Regions from separate parts of the Anas platyrhynchos genome. Here region 1 is linked to region 2. A link is a contact called in public Hi-C data. All regions are on one chromosome and are shown on one strand. Each heading gives the region's core, a stretch centred on a gene start, on an enhancer-like site or on the middle of the called end of the contact. The rest is flanking DNA. Distances are from core to core; before and after follow the strand shown.

The links. Hi-C and Micro-C count contacts between places; a contact is called where the count stands out from the background.
Region 1: a contact with region 2 is called in a Hi-C map of liver, with 2.4 times the contacts expected there. The contact joins the promoter of ANAPC4 here to the enhancer-like site in region 2. A contact is called at or near these places in 2 of 8 Hi-C or Micro-C datasets (liver and subcutaneous adipose tissue).

What each region holds. Positions count from the first base shown.
Region 1 is chr4:60,885,147-60,890,042 of IASCAAS_PekinDuck_T2T, forward strand. It overlaps ANAPC4 (anaphase promoting complex subunit 4), which reads right to left and starts at 1,391. Exons shown (of 28, transcript XM_027457300.3): 1 at 1,165-1,391. The coding sequence starts at 1,272. It overlaps ZCCHC4 (zinc finger CCHC-type containing 4), which reads right to left. Exons shown (of 13, transcript XM_027457302.3): 11 at 4,518-4,569; 12 at 3,654-3,798; 13 at 1,775-1,961. The coding sequence ends at 1,838.
Region 2 is chr4:60,775,130-60,779,988 of IASCAAS_PekinDuck_T2T, forward strand. SEL1L3 (SEL1L family member 3) reads left to right here. Exons shown (of 24, transcript XM_027457292.3): 15 at 1,699-1,875; 16 at 3,460-3,587; 17 at 4,274-4,357. Among named protein-coding and RNA genes, the nearest start is that of SMIM20, 25 kb to the left of the region's middle. Within about 2 kb of position 2,597, at least 3 of the 8 cell types and tissues checked have an H3K27ac peak or open chromatin away from gene starts, as enhancers often do. A contact at or near this core is called in subcutaneous adipose tissue, where this site is marked.

The DNA of each region.
Region 1 (4,896 bases), core at 141-2,640, 110 kb after region 2:
TTTTTACTATTCTTTAATAACTTCCACATCCTCAATAACACCTTTTCCTGGAGTAGATGCTTCATTCCTGTGTGATTTAGAGACCAGCCTACTGCTTACTGTACAGCAATACATAGGAATAGCCGGTGCCTTGAAGAATTTAGCAGCCTGTACCCTTCAGGGTTACCCATGCTTCTCCGCCAACGACAGTCCAAAAGCATAATCAGTCTGCATACATGATCACACAGCAGTTTCAGGAAGAAGAAAAGCTTGAAAACAGATCTAATTTAAATAGGAAATGCTTTAAAATCCCAGAGATATAGGCACCCAGAGTTTCATCAGCACATTTTATAAGACTAAGCGCAAGGTCCCACACCTGCATCAGGGCAACCCCAAACATGAATAGGGTGGGTGAGGAGTGGATAGAGAGAACCCTATGGAGAGAAAGGTCTGGGATACTGTTGGATGAAAAGCTCCACATGAGCTGGCAATGTGCACTTGCAGCCCAGAAAGCCAGCTGCATCCCGGGCAGCATCAAAAGCAGCGTGGCAGCAGGGCAAGGGAGGGGATCCTCCCTCCCTGCTTTGCTTGTGAGAACCCACCTGGAGCGCTGCGTTCAGCTCTGGGGCCCCCAGCACAAGGATGTGGACTTAGAGTGAGTCCAGAGGAGGGCCACAAGGCTGTGAGGAGCTGGGGATATTCAGCCTGGGGAAAGGCAGCGCTGGGGAGACCTTATAGTGATCTCTTTATCAGCTACTGTAGTGACAGGACAAGGGTTAACGGCTTTAAATTGAGAGCGGGTAGATTTAGATTAGATATGAGGAAGAAATTATTTGCTATAAGTGATGAGGCTGCGGCTGTGGCAGAGCAGCTGTGGGTGCCCCATGCCTGGGGGTGCTCAAGGCCAGGCTGGATGGGGCTTTGGGCAGCCTGGGCTGGTGGGAGGTGTCCCTGCCATGGCAGGGGGTGGGACTGGGCGATCCTTCACACCCCTCCCGCCCCAACCCTATGATTTCTTCTGCAAATTAAGACCGGAAAGCGTAACGAGCTCTGCGAAGCCTGATAAAGCATGGCTTCCCTTCCCTTTCCTTCCCTCACACACGGCGCAGGGCGGCCGCGAGATGGCGGCCGCCGCCCTCCCCCGCCTCCCTCAGCCCCCCAGCCCACAGTGCCGGCGGCGCTCACCTCCCCGGCCCTGTTGGCCAGGGCGATGAGGTCCCGTTTGGGCGACCAGGCCATGAAGACGACCTCCTGGGGCAGCTGCTTCTCGCCCACCTGCCTGAAGGCGGGCATGGCGGCGGCTCCTCCAGGCGGCCGCCTGGCACCCTCCGGTCCTGCTGCGGGGAGCCCCCGGCCCCTCACGGCCCCTCACAGCCCCTCACGGCCGCCCGCCCGCCGCCGCTGCCGCCTTCCGGAGGCGGCGCCTCCCCGCCCCGCCGCCTGAGGGGAGCGCGTCCCGCTCTGAGGCGAGTTCCCGGTTTTCTTCTCACAAAATCCTCCTGTGAGAAAAATGGAACTAACGCAGCCTGGATTTGTGTCTTTCCCATCGCTCAGCCTCGCCCCAAATTCATCAGTGTGTACCCCGAGCCGCAGTACCCACTCCCACCCCAGGACACCTGGCCTCTCAGCAGTACTCCTGTACTAAAAGACCTAAACACACAAATTTGTGACATTATACAAACACATGGTAAAGAGTGTGGTTCATTTTGCACACCTCTGCTCCAGTAATGATGTGCAACAACAGAATTGTCACTTTAAATTAGGTTTTATTTTGAACGTTGATAGTAACATTAAAAAAAAATAAAATTGAATCAAAGCCTTTCCATAAAAGTCTCTTAAATAATTATATATCAAGAGGTCATGTCTTTTTTTTTTTATTCTTGATTTTTCTTCTGGAGAATATGGCGTGTTTCATAGCCAATCTTTTATGGATCCCTATCTTTACCCTCTTTAGAGTTTTCTGTCTTTGCTTTTTGTCAGTTCTGTAAAGCAAGAAAAATAAACAGATTAGAATAAAACAGGGAACATACTTTTCTACATTTGTTGATATTTTATGTAATCTGTCCATGTAAGTATATGAACTTCAAAGTACCGTCACAAGAAGTTCACAGTACATTCCATCTTACAGCATTATGACATTTAATGTTCCTAAAACTGTTTGTCCACTTTACTGGAATTTATTATTTTTCGTTTATGTATTCATTCAGCATTTACCTTTAACTGCCTATAGGAAACTTAAAAAATGCCACTGACCAAGTATAAAACAGCACATACGGACTTTTGAGCTGAGAATGTTATGTAAGAATATATAATAGAAAGGTGTAGAAGAAAATAGATGAAGTTTAATAACATTATGAAGTGCAAATATGTTACCCAAATAAAATTAGTAAGTTATGTGTTTTCTGTGCCCTACAAAGGATGCATTTCATAGCACAAAAACATTGAGTAATTTTAATAAGTAAAATATTTACAGGTGCTTTTATTAGACAAATGAAACACACATTATTTTCAGTAAGAAATCAGCTAAATAAAATACTGACAGCCTGAAAGGACTAAACCATCCCAGTACAAGATATACCTAACTGAAGAAACAGATGAGGTTTCATGAATTTCTTTTAGTATCATTTTTACTTTTTTAAGCAAAGAACTGTTAAGGGAAGGAGTAACATAAAACAAAATACTGCTGCATTTTAACTCTAATACTCCATAACCAAATCTTGGATTAATGTCATGGCAGGACATGAAGCAATACACCTGTAGTCCACTACGATCTAGCAGGCAGCTGGTGAACATCTTGATGCTGACCCGAGAGGTTAACTGCCTGAATCTCACTACCCAAGAGAGGTACATCATTGGGGAAGGAAGATTTGCATCTCCACTGTTAGTTCCATTTAAGTCAAGAATCACAAACAAAACCATACAACCTGCAGGGTAAGTTACAAAAGCGTGGGCCAACTATCCCACACTGGCATAACTGAGCCATCTGCTGGACCATCTCTTAGCAACCCCCCTTCTCTCTTTTCAGCTAGTTCTTTCTGAAGACTATCAAATAGACTTCTTGTCTTTTGACGTATATATAAGTATGCACTTGTGTATGTTACAGAAGCACGGTCATGGCAGAATAAATGTACTTTATGTCCCCCGTATTAATAAAGATATTACATGGTCCAGATTTAGACCTTACTGCAGCAAACACTTGAAATACCAGATTGAAAAAAAAAAATACAACATTCTACAACAAAGCAAAAGAGACTAGAAACAATAAAAACTGTGTAGTGCCCCTTCTGTGAGAAATCTGAAGGGGATAAAAGTTTTACATTACTGTAGATTAATTTTGAATGTTCTTGGCAGAGCTATGCCATGCACCATTCACCAAGTTTGGGATCTGTATAAATCCCTTTTGAAAGAAGTCATAGTTAAGGAACTGGGAACTATAGGAAGTTACCTGTCTAAATGAAGCTGGTTTTTATCATATCCTCCTTTAGTATATACTCCCCAGCAACACAGCAAGTGTTGAAAAGCTGTCTGAATATACTGGAAGTGTTGAAAATACTGAAAAGACAGCTCCAGCATGCAAAGCCTAAAATTCTGTCTTCCTAAATTATTTCTATGAAATAGGGTCAACTCTCATCTGAAAGCTACTTTTCATTATATTAATACAATATCACACTTACTGGCATGATGTTCTAGTGCGGGAGAGACTGGGACAGGTACTGCGCTTGTGACCTTCCTTGCCACAAACAAAACAGCCAGCATCAGTCTTCTCACAAGTGTGGTTTTGAAGAGCGCAGCAGTTGCATTTGTTACAGTGAAACCAAGCTACAAAACAAGTAACATGACTTACGATCTTGAGAAGGTTCAGTTATCATTCTGAAGCTGAGTTTTAAATATAGGCTGTTTTATGAGGTTTGTTATTTTGTTTTACTTTTTCAGGGATATAGATAGTCATTCTCCGGTCCCTTACCATACTTGATAAATATTCATTAGAGATACCGTGGAACTATTTCAATATAACTAAACTATTTTGTTGTTAGAGCTGTTATCCTGTACATGACCTTAACATGAAAAAATGGCTCACATATTAAAATGGTTTTTCAAAGATACAATTTCAATACTGGCAACCATTTCAAATGGTTGCTTCAGCTAATAAAACATCACTCTAAATACAACTTCATTTGTGTATGAAGCATAACTTGATCATGCCCTCACAAACATTTTAGCAATTGCTTGTGTGTTTATAAAATTCTAATGAAAAAGTTTACAAAATTAGGAAACACATGACAGCTCAAAATATTTCAGTCTTCCCATAACAAATATAAGTCTTGAGAAGAACTGAGGTGTATTTCCACTGTGTGGAAATAACTACATTATCTTATGGCAACTTGTGTAAAACAGATTTTTCCTTTAAGTTATGTCTTCTGTATGATCCCATTTTACTACTCTTACAGAATATTTTCTCTTCTGATTTGTCATCTCAGTTTCTTTGAAATAATACCTTAAGTGTACTTTTATTTAGAGAAATATTCTTCTGTACTTACAGGGTTTTACACATTTTTTGCAAAGACTGCAGTGTTTCCATTGTCTACCATCCTGCAAATAAAAGATGAACAAATGCAGTATTTGTTTTAAAAAACATTGATTCTATTTTAAAACTGAATTTCTAGTACATGGTTTTAAATTATTACATTTAATTTTTTTTTTTTTTTACAATTATTTATTTATTTATTTATTACAATTATTTTACATTATTTAAAGAAACAGGTCCTGTGTAGAAAGGGCCATAATTGAAACACATCAGTGTTGAGAATCTGTGACAACCACAGTAAAATGACTGCATTTTGAAGTTAACAAGTTCTACAACTTCTGAAACATAAGAAGAAAGGTATGTGTAAAACAGACCACTGACGAAAGGTGTAG
Region 2 (4,859 bases), core at 1,347-3,846:
GCCAGTCTCTGTAGGTGCATGCTGGTGAATGTAAAAAAGGCCATACTTGCTCTCTCTGGACATCTCTCCTATGTCAAGGAGAAGAAAAGGATGTCCCAAAGCCTTCTAATTTTTTAATGGCTGGGGAAAACATTGACAGGCACTACAGAGAAGAAGAGCCTTGCTCCTTTTGTTGATCTAGTACTGTCAGGGTACGCAGCCTATGATCTGTTTCTTACCTTGCTTTGTTAAAAAACGTACCTAGATCTTGGTTACCTTCCTTGCTCCAGAAAACCAGAACTAGTTAAATTTCTGGTAATGTCCATGGGACTTCATTATGGACCACCACCAAGAAACTACTGTTTCTGTTATCTCTTTGAAACACAAGAGACTACCTGTTCTTTTGAGAGTTTGGGAAAGACTTGAATAAACAGAATAGCTTTCACAATATGACAAATGTCCCTTAACTCAGGATCTGAAGAGCAAATTTCTGGGAACAGCCTAGAGACAACAATTTGCTTACCTTTGCTAGGCTCAGATACTTAAGTTTTTATTATCCCAAGTACATTTTTTGTAGAAAAATAACACTATAATTATTGAAAAGTTGAACTGCTTTTGGATTTTAATGACTAAGCAAGCAACACTGTTCCAATTTGAAAGGAAAATAAATCCTTTTCCAGAGGGCCTTCCTAAGTGCCAGTAGTATACAGTTCTTACTACAGGGGTCACTGAAAGAGACTGTGCAGTGTAGAAGCTTTTGGCAGATGGTAGCAAGCAAATAGCTTGGATTTGTGCACTGAGACTTTTTTTTAGGTAGCTTTTACCTTATGTCACTGTTTCTGGCAGGGTTCCTATTAAACATCCATTCTCAAATAAGAGAAAATAGCATGTCCAAACCTATCTGTTGGTGCTGAGTAATTTGAACTGCTGGCAAACTTACAGCCACCATATGATCCATGACATGAGTTTGTACAAGGAGACAGTGACTCACTGCAGCCAAAATAAAAACTGTGTCCCAGGAAGATTTTCTCCTTACAATCCGTGCTTACTGAGTTAACGATGCAACTCAGTGTGTTGCACAGTATTAAAAAGATCTGTGTGGGGTTAGTCAAATAAAACACGTAGCCGTGTTTTGAGAACATTGGAAAATTCTGTGTTAATTGCTTCCTATTTATTCTTATAGAAATGTTTGAGTTTAAAAGAAGTGGGGTTTTTTGATTGCTAATCCTGTCTGGAAGTGCAGTTATCTCCCTGTTTTTTCTTATTGCCTTCCCTTAGCTCCACTGCAGATGCACACAAGAATACCTCTCTCGTTTAGGCTTTGCACAGGAAATCAGTGAAAAACTTTCACAGTTTGTTCCTGTCACCAAGTATGGGTCTGAATGCAGACATGGCTGAGGCTCTGTAGAATAAGACAAAGTAGCTGGGTTTCAGGGTGGAATCATTCCTTAATGAGCAGTGGGAGGCTCTGAGGGAGTGACTTTATAATCTCTTGTGGTCAACATGAGGCCATAAGGAAAAGAAGTGGAGAGGTAAAAAAAAAAAAAGGCAAATCTTTTATACCTCCATCCCAATGGGAATTTTGACTGGATGTATGTGCCAGATGTCCAGACAGGCAAGCTCATGACAAGACCCAAAATTGGGCAGCAGGTTGAAATTGCAATGTGACACAAGGCAGAGTTGATGCATGATCTGAGACTGCTTTCCTTCTTCTCTAAGGGCTTGCCACAAGCAGTGAATGGACTGGGATGGTATTACCACAACTTTAAAAGAGACTACAGAAAAGCAGCCAAACACTGGTTACTTGCTGAAGAACTGGGGAATCCAGATGCATCTTACAACCTCGGTGTCCTTTATTTAGATGGGATTTACCCTGGAGTACCCAGTAGAAATCAAGTGAGTAAATATTCTGTAGTGTTATTTTCTTTACATTGGAGCCCAATTTACAAATTTTGACTTCATTCTTGAGATGGCTGTCTTTACTCTGAGTCAGTTTTTGGTGCTTTTCGTCACAGAGAAGAGTGGTAGTGGGCAATTCAGTCAGATTGCTCAGAGAGAGAGAAAGTGATGTTACTCAAATTTCTCAGCTGTGCTTCTTTGTGTGCGTTTGTGCTCCTAAAGTTTAGAAGCAAAGCAGTTGCAGGTTTAGCTCCTAATTTTTCTTGACCCTGGGTCAAGCAAACTAGTTTCTCAGCCCTGATGACTTCCCTGGTACTTTACGGGGAAGGATGTTTTCCCCTATAGAAAAAAGCAACAGAATCTTGTCCCTGAACTTGTAAGCAGCTATGCTGTATTCACATTGCTTCTGCAAACTTCGGCACTGCATTAAAAGACTTCCAAGCCAGACTCACAAATGTAGCTATTTAGCATAACCATGGTAGATGGCAGTGTTTTGCCACTGTGTCTTCCTGTGATATAGCCTGTTTAATTCTGTGTGTGTCAGTAAGAACCATGTATTTTCCCTACCAAGAAAGGTTTACTTTGATTATATTTCCATTAATTAACTTTGCAAAAAATGCTGTTTGTAGGTAGTTCTCAACCAACAGCACAAACATAGTGAGGCAGGCTGTAAGAAATGCAAGCAGACCTTGTGCTCAGAGCTAAATGAAGCCTTCAGCGTGGCCTGTGGGTTCTGAGATCTGGATGTACTCCAGACAGCGAGCATTTCTGCTGCCAGCAGCAGTGCTCACCAACATGTGCTTTTGACAAACATGTTTTCCTTCCCTGGGGACTGAAATACACTGTTCAGAGCAGTCTGGCTGTAAGAGTACCATTAAAAGTGCCCAGGTTTCATTACTGATGAAAGCTATGGGAAGGAAGTACTTTGTTATGGCAGTGAAGGACACTCTGAAGTCTTTGATCACTCACAGAAAACAGATACAGATAGTTTAAAAATTCCTGAAATAAGTTATTTCAGGCTGTATGTTGCTTTGGTTTACATTACAGGTTGCTCTTTCTAAGGGTAAGACACAGAGAATCACACATCCTTCCTGCTTTTATGGCTCTGCCCTGCCTACTCAGTCTGAGTTACCTTTTATAAAAGTTTCAGAGACTTGAGAAGCACAGTTGTACACAGCAAGGCATCCTGAGCATTGCTATTGCTCCCCAGCCTTCACTTAGGTCTCACCATTGTAAAAGTCCCGGCCTATGTCTGTTCTCCAGGGTTCCTTATTAATTTCTCTACTAGTACCTATTTTTAGTTTCATAAAGCTTGTATACCACCAGGTGTCAGTTGTATGTTTAGACACTTTTCTATTTATTGTTCAGAATTTCAGTTTTTTAAAATTTTTTCTGGCCTAAACTCTTAAAAGTTGAAGAGAGGAATTCATTTCACTTAAGTACACTAAAAGCAGTTAAAAGTGGTTGGCCTGCACTAGCCAACTTCTGCTTTGAAATTATTTAATAAAATGAGACTTGGGAAACAAAACTCAATAAGCACTAATAATATGGAGTTGCTAGTTTTGTCTTGTTTCTTTGCAGACAGTAGCTGCGCACTATTTCTATAAAGCTGCTCAAGGAGGACATATAGAAGGGACTTTACGATGTTCTCTGTACTACATCACAGGAAATATGGAAGACTTCCCCAGAGATCCAGAAAAAGCTGTAATGTAAGAAATGAAATCATTTGTTAAAGGAGAATATATTTCTGGTGGGATTATTTTGATTATTGATGATTTTTAAGTCCACAATTAAGTCAAAAATACCTTTTAAGTCAAAATATTCTTTACTTCATCTTACTGACCTCCCTGAAAAAAGAATTCTTCTGCAGTAAAGTTTGATCCCCATGAGTATGTGTATTATTTAAATGACCAGTAGATTTTGAGTGATGCTGAGTATTTCTGGTGAACTTGTAGATGCACAAGTATGTAGGCTCTCCAAGTTGTTCCAAGGGAAATAAAAAGAAAAAAAAACCACTGTGTGTAACAAAACAGCACATATTTCTTTAGTGAGAGATGACCAGCTTTCAATGTGGTATAAAAAGACTGATAAGAAATTATAGCACTTATATCACTAAGGTTTTTTGGTTTCGTTTTTCAAAAAATCAAATAATTTGGCCAAGAAAAAGCACAGGACGTCTCTGGTACGTTCATGGAGATGAATGGGTAATTATGTTCTTGTTCAGTCAACACCTGCACCACTGATGCAGTAATTACTGTGAAATCCCACAGTTTATTTTACGAAGTAAGTCAGAAGGTGATCCCATATCCTTCGTGTCCTTCATGTCAGTGTGAGTTGGGGTAACATTACTGCAGCACAGCTGTTCTTATTTCTTTGTTTGTCCTTTTCTCTACAGCTGGGCAAAACATATTGCAGAGAAGAACGGTTACTTAGGTCACGTCATCAGAAAAGCACTCAATGCTTATCTGGAACTCTCATGGTATGTTTGTTCTGTTCTCTTCAAGTTCATGTTCCATCTTTTTATTACTTGATAGCATGATAAAACAATTAACATTGGGCCATCACCTCAAAAAAAATACTAGTAGCACCACTGAAATCTGTGTCAAAACACTTATTGACATACAGGGAAGCAGGAGTTGACCTGAACTGTAATTCAACCATTTGACAGGATCAAAAGAGAAAAAGAGAGAGAGTTTGTGGAGTGAAATAGTGTTGCATCTAGAGCCCACAAACTCACATTACAAGTGGCTGTATATAAATAAGTGGAGCAAACAATGGGAGGGCCCTTGTATGCAGGTTGTAAAGGAAGGTATTGATCATCCCAAGGAGTATAGGTAAAAAGTTAAGGCAAACTAAACCAGTGTGTAAATAAAATGCTCCTATTAGTTAAGCTCACTATGTTCTTGGAGATTTTTCCAGTCTTGTTTTTAAAGGTAACAGTCTCCTCAAGGGATATCTAGAAATAGGCATACTCTTCGGAT